Linked DNA regions of Zea mays: region 1 is linked to region 2. A link is a contact called in public Hi-C data. All regions are on one chromosome and are shown on one strand. The core of a region is the stretch at or near the end of the contact, and the rest is flanking DNA. Distances in the headings are between cores, read along the strand shown.

The links. A called contact is a pair of places that touch in the nucleus more often than the background predicts.
Region 1: a Hi-C map of tassel shows a contact between it and region 2, with 2.5 times the contacts expected there. The contact joins the promoter of LOC100283478 here to the promoter of LOC103632978 in region 2. A contact is called at or near these places in 4 of 25 Hi-C or Micro-C datasets (bundle sheath, endosperm, leaf and 1 more).

What each region holds. Positions count from the first base shown.
Region 1 is chr7:142,553,596-142,557,106 of Zm-B73-REFERENCE-NAM-5.0, reverse strand. It overlaps LOC100283478 (ribulose-phosphate 3-epimerase), which reads left to right and starts at 1,840. Exons shown (of 8, transcript NM_001156378.2): 1 at 1,840-2,098; 2 at 2,814-2,818. The coding sequence starts at 1,985.
Region 2 is chr7:142,275,110-142,278,568 of Zm-B73-REFERENCE-NAM-5.0, reverse strand. It overlaps LOC103632978, which reads left to right and starts at 1,765. Exons shown (of 9, transcript XM_020541162.2): 1 at 1,765-2,261; 2 at 3,147-3,456. The coding sequence starts at 3,292.

The DNA.
Region 1 (3,511 bases), core at 591-3,090, 280 kb before region 2:
AGAGTCATGATCTCCGGGCAGAATGGGAATCACGACTTGTGGGTAAAGTGTGCGACCTCTGCAGAGTGTTAGAAACTGATATATCAGCCGTGCTCACGGTTATGAGCGACCTTGGGATCCTCTTTGATTAGAGATACAGATGATCTGAGATACAATGATTCTATTGATGGTTTTGGTTATGATGATGATAATGATGTTCCTCGATGAGGAAATGATTCATGGGTTGGTTATTGCTAAAATTTGGCTTCCACTAATAATAAATACCTGATCAACTAAAAGCAACTCCTTGATCTTAACCCCATATAAAGCTAGTCCAGTTTAGCCAAACGGGACATTTATTGAGTACGTTGATGTGTACTCACCCTTGCTTTATAAACCACCCCACCTAGGTTGTCCCCACTATACTCAGTGCTCAGGAGGAGATGCTGGCAACATGGAGGATTTTGAGGAGTTTCAGGACTACGATGAGTTCTAGTTTACCTTAGTGGCAAACCCCTAGTCAGCTGCCTGTGTAGGCTTATCTTCTACGTTTTGTATTCCTGCACTTTGATATTAATGGTAAAGACTATGGTTATGTATTAGACTTTGTGGATGTCTTGGACATCTTGTTGTAAATAAAGTACCTTTCCACTAATTACTTTGAGCATTGTGTGATGATGTCCAATTATATAATCACTGTGTACGTGAGTTCTGATCCTAGCATGTACATAGTTCGCATTCGGGTTGCCTTCCAAAACCAGGTGTGACAATAGGCTTCAGCTATCGGCTTTAGGCATTCGCTGGAGAGCTCCTAAGTTACGGAGAGCCTTAGGATTGTTGTAAAGCAACCAATTGATAAGTGAAAGTCTCGGTTTATCAAAAGTGGTGATAAACTTGAGCAAAGGGAGGAAGGAGTTGAAATAGACTCCAAGCTGATTGGCTAACTCAAACGTGAACATATGCAAGCATTTGAGGCTTGGCTGACCCATGGGATAAATTGTATCTTGTCCCTTGTTCTATTTGCTTACTTGCACTTCTTATATTTGCATTTTGTATTAGTGTTTGTGAAGTGCAGGTAATCATCGGATTAAGACATGGTTTCGTTGCTAGCGTCAAGTAAGTTAAGTTCAATTGGGTTGAAAAGTTTTAATTACCTATTCACCCTCTAGGTGACATCCAAAGTCTTTAAATGCCTAAAGGTACTTTCATAAGCAGAGGCCATATAATCAGTACATGGGTACAAGTAGGAACATTTTCTTGTTGATGATAGATGAGAAAAAGTCCTTAGAAGAAGATTTATCCCATACCGGTAGAGTCTCGGGACGTCGTGGAGTTTCATTGAACAAGTCGGTGAATGTATCAAAGTTCAGATTTCACCTTGGATCCATAATGAAAGAGAGGTTTGAAGGCTATAAAGAGAGAAGGCAAGTGAATTGGAGGTGAGGGGTGTGAATGGATTCAAACACCTTCCTCTATTTATAGATTGGATTCAAGTTGTCTTAGTTTTCTTGAATTTTAAATAATTAAAATAGCGCTAATCAAACAAGAACTTCCACATCAGTAAGAAGTGTATCGGAGATCGGTACTAACCTGGTATACAACATGTAGATCGGTATCAGTCGATCTGATTACGATGCGATCGATACCCAATTGATCCATAAGAGCAAGTATAATAAAGTTACATGGACAGTCTGCAAGAGATGACATGCTATATTTATAGTGACACGAAAGAAAGAGAATTAAAGAGAAAAGGAAGTTGACGGTTCACTAATAGTCAACTAAAAGGTGGACTGCTCATAGACTCTTAACACAATTTGAGAGAAAGATGGACTAAGTACCAAATGCCACCGGCCACCGGCCACCTCACCAACTCCCCTACAAGCCGCCGGGCCGAACGACCGAAGCATCCACTTCCAAAGTGTACTGTTTGCTGCCCGCCTGGCGCCTGCCCCCATAACTACTCTGCCACCAATCCGGGGAGGAATCAACCTAGCGGTAAGCGGACATGGCGGCGGCGAAGATAGCGCCGTCGATGCTCTCGTCGGACTTTGCCAACCTCGCTTCGGAGGCTGAGCGCATGGTCCGCCTAGGCGCCGACTGGCTACATATGGACATCATGGTACGATCCCCTTCCCCCTTCCGGCCAATTCCGTCTCATCTATTGCGGGCGCAGGCGCAGCACGGCAGCACCGCTAATACGAATAAGCAGCGGCCTCTGATCCGAGATCCGAGCGATAGTATTTCTGGTCAGCCGGCAGGGTTGAGTACGCTGCCTGTAACCGTGTCCTATGGCGTGCACAGGATTGATCTACCGTTGACTAACTTGCTGTTGGAAACTTTTTTCACGAACTTAGAGCTGGCGCATCATTTTGAAAGAGAGGTTGCAGTTGCATCCATTACTATGAAAATTAGGTTTTATGCGATTCTGTGGCATTTAGAGTGATCGATTCTCGATTCTGTAGGATTTGTTCAGAATTGGGCATTTGTCTTGTTGGCTTGTCGACCTACCCTCTAGTGTATTACTATATGCATGTCTTCATGCAGAAGTTAGCTGAATATCGACTTTTAGAGTGGAAATTAAGCTTCTTTAGTATCAGTTTCCTCCTAGTGCAGTAATGCTGTACTCAATTGTACTGATCTGCTTACTGCAAACTGCTAGCTGTCGTTTTGTTCATGGTACCTAGTAGTTATCTGCTTATGTATTCTTTTTAGCTAAATTCTGCTGCCACCTGTGACTGGTTTTGTTTCTGTTCACATCTGTATGACTGATGATATAAGAATTGAAAGCTTATCCTATGCTGACTTCTGTTCTTATTACTCATATTTTCTTGTAGGATGGGTGAGTTGGTCTCTAATTCTCAATGAGGATATTTTACTTCTATTGTGGTTTGCTACTGAAGTGTCCGGTGGTATAACTCTCAAATATCATTCGCCTTTTAAGCTGCTAGCATGATTGTAAGGTCGCTTACCACAGCTTACAGGAAGTAACTTATATGATGAATACATGACTGAAAGTAAAATTTTATACCCAGTGTCACTGTCCTTCAACTCATTCAGACCCTTATTCTTGTTCAGTTTTCACCTCTTCTTATGTGCTTTAGACGCCTTACTTATCAGAATATTCAATACATACAACATAATTTTGTGGAGTCTTATGATAGAATTTCCCTACAATTAAATGGGGACCTGCACATAAAAAGGGCATGGAAACAATAACACAGAATGTCCTATGGACCAACCTGAAAAAGGAAACAACATACTTTTGATTTTGTTTTTTTACATGTTTTTTGGAATGAAACTCTGTCATTGATAAAAGCATAAGGTAATTGCAAGTTGCAAATAATGAAAAAGAAAGTGCTGGTAACCTTTACTCAGATATTTCGGGAACTCTTTTGATGCTCTTTGAGAAAGAAAGTATCAGTATTAAGTGTCCAACTGCGTATGAATATGCTGTCCACTAAGATCCAACATTCCTTAGCGTAAATAGAGAAAATGAACACTTCTTTTTTCAAGATGGTGAAAGATACTTGCT
Region 2 (3,459 bases), core at 516-3,015:
TAGTATCTCTGAGCTTTCACAAGCCAAACTTAGTGTTGTTGCTACTTATTTTGATCTTTATTACAACAAAAGCAAACTTGTGAACTTTATGTATGAATGCAGTACAATTGTTATTGTCATGAATGAAAACATGAGCTATGTCAACATGAGCTATGTATGAATGCAGTACAATTGCTATGTATGAATGCAGTACAATTGTTATCTGATGTTGATGATAATTGGAAACTGCTAGTAATATATTTTTTTAGGCTCATATAGTCGTAGCGTTTGATTGTTAGTCGGTAAAAATACATATATCGCATCAGACAGTGTGTCGGTATAAGTTCTAACAGACTGTCTGTCGAGATAAATATGTTAGTCGGTATATCTTTTTAACGTCTAACCGTCCGTCGGTATAAACATGTCTGTCGCTATATGTTTATGCCGACGCCACTTACAGCGTCAGAAAGTGTTAGTCGGTATAACTCTATAGCGACTGATAGTACGTTGCTATAACGGTTTATACCGACTGTAAGTAAGTCGTTATAGCTAGGTTGTGGTATAGTGTATAAAAGGGTAAATAAATCATAGACGAATTATATTGTATTTACTTAATATATTGAATCATTGAATACAATAATACCTCTGCCTTGGCAAAGGTTGGTTCCCGAAAGATGCGATTACAATTACCAGAATCCGTGAACAGTAAAGGAATACTATTCACTATTTATAGGCACAGGACGCAGCCTGTGAGGAATTACAAGTATGCCCCTTATAAAAGTTTACAACATTGACTCAGACCTTTATGGACTAAAAGGTCATTCTATCTTTAAGTCGGTTTGTAATACCGAAGCTTCATGAAGAGGAACCTTCGGCCATCTTATGCAAACAGCTTCAGCCGAAGACCGCTTCTTCCTATAAGACCTTCGGCGACGAAGCATGGACCCAACAACTTGCCTCTACCATGATGCCATCCACCCCTCGTCACCCATCCCATGCTCGGTAACTCATCATGTTGCATATGCGCAGATCATGCCGCCGAGGCCGAGCCGAGGGACACATGGCGAGGCGGGATCGGCCGGCGGCGAGATCGAGTTGTGCTCTCAGGCACGACCGGTGCGGCAACCCCGGCCGGACAGACAGGTTTGTCCCTGCACCGCTTGTCTTTTGGGAACGGCGACAGCGCGCATGATTGCGACGGCCTGCTGCCGCAGCGACGAGACACCAGTTGAGAGGAGGCACCGAGAGGGCACACGAGGACAAGCGCGCATCGCTGGGAGGGATTGCCGTGTAGCTCACAAGATTACACGGCCGATCCGTGGAGTGTAGTGCCGGCCGTTGCGGTGTGCCCATTTGCGCGTAGTATTGGCTGGGAGAGAATATTTGTACGCGGGAAACGCCATTGTTCCAGGGCCAGCAGATCGATTCTGCAGCAGTCTAGGATCCCGTTCCCATACATGGTTCTCAGATTTAACAATGGCTCCGATCCACATCTGTCGAGTTGGCATGACCAAAACTGTGTCCCTAGGCAGATCGGTGGTTGAGCTGCATCGTCCACCTGCATGGGCTACAGCCTACAGAGGTCCCATGGGCCATGGTCCATCACTCACAGCGTTCTTCAGATGGAGGTCGCCTCTGTGTGCAGGAAAGAAAGCGACGTCCTCTGCAGATACAGTTCGATCCTTTCCTATCCACGCCGGACGCCGCCCCACACCATCCCCCTGGATCAGTGGATCATATGGTACTATTATACTAGTGTTTACGGTTGAAAAGTAGACAATTTTTAGAATCAGGGGCGGACCCACAGGGGGCAAAGTGGGCCATAGTCCCCCTGAAATTTTGACAGTATTTATATGTGTAATATAATTTACTATAAAATACAGAAAATGTAAAAGGCATAATAGACTAAAATCAACTTTATTGGGCCTTCTCTTTGTCAAGCCGAGGCCCAATAGCTATCTTCGGCTTGCTTCTTCCCATGTGCCTCTCTCTGTCAATTGTCAAGCCGCCGCCACTTCTTGCCTTCTTGGCTTCTTGTATGCATGTGCCCGTCCAGGTCCAGGCATCCAGGCTCAGCGTCTAGGGACCAGCCCCAGCCCTGGCGGCCGGCGTGGCGGCACACAGTGCCCGGCGCCTCCGTCCACTTCCCGGCCCGGCGCGACGTTGGCCCCGGCGCCTCGCTCATCCGCTTTCGTCTTCCGGTGCAGCACAGGCGAGTAGCGCTTGCGACGACCCGGCCCGTCGGTCTCCGCTCCCTTCCATCAAGGCAAGCAGTCAGGAAGGTAAGCAAACAAGCTATGCTAGATTTGCAATTTTGCATAACTGATAACTGACACCTTGAACTCTATGCGGCTATGCGGCAGTAGTTGTTTATAATGTAGTTGTTTATTAGTTGATTTTGTCATGTGGTTTTTGGCCCCCTGAATTCCGTCCGCCACTGTTTTAGATTAATAACAGAACACAGACAGCGACAATCTTTAAAACAAATATAAACATAGTTCGTACATAACTCAGATTAAATAACATGGATACAAAAAATAGTGTGAGTATAGCTCGTACACTAGTCACCTCAAACAACATGAACATAAATCGGTAGTTAGATTAAACGTGAACAGAGACACTGAATCATGAGGTGTGTATCTTTCGCAAGAACTAGATTTTTGGAGACCTCTCGAACAGCGCGTGTACGTAGACGCTGTGATGGAGAAACTATTGATAACGCAACAACCAAAAGAGAAAAATACTAATTCAATACTCACACGCTATATATTGCTAATTAATGTTGCGCCTTTCATCTTTACTCGTGGAATCCATTAGAAGACATAGATATTGGACCTTTGAGATTTATTAAAATTTCTACATGTGGTCTTAGGGAAACTAGACTATATAGATTGTAACAATTGCCACCATATCTCAGATTCTCAGTGTAAAATATTTTTCTTCTACTATTATTATAAAAGAAGGATAATAAATCAAGATACAAATAATATTGTTATTAATTAACTAAAATAGAAAATAGAAAATTTACTAACACATTGTGAGGGGGTGGGACTATAGGAACAGTAGATTAAACAAAAATAAAATATGCATAAAATATTTGAGAATATATAACTGTAATTGAGTTTCTGTAATATATAACTGTAATAAAATTTCTGTGTTTCAAACAGACATCTGACCGGGTCAGACGATACAGCCCATATACGTACGTCGAGTCCTCAAAGTTCGATTCTACGACCATCGCACCCATCTTGGCCCAAAGTACTTCCGCGCCGCGCTACGAACGAGGCCATCCGCCGCCACACGCCGTAGGCCATGCCGCTGAGGTCGGAGACCGGCACTGCTGGGGAGGGCGATGAGGAGCAGCGGTTGCGGGCTGCTCTGCGTCACCTGCAGGCGGAGGCGGGGGTGCTGGAGCGCCTGGTGTACAAGCACCGGAACCAGCACCGTGGCGCCGCCTATTTCCAATACCTCCTCAAGGTG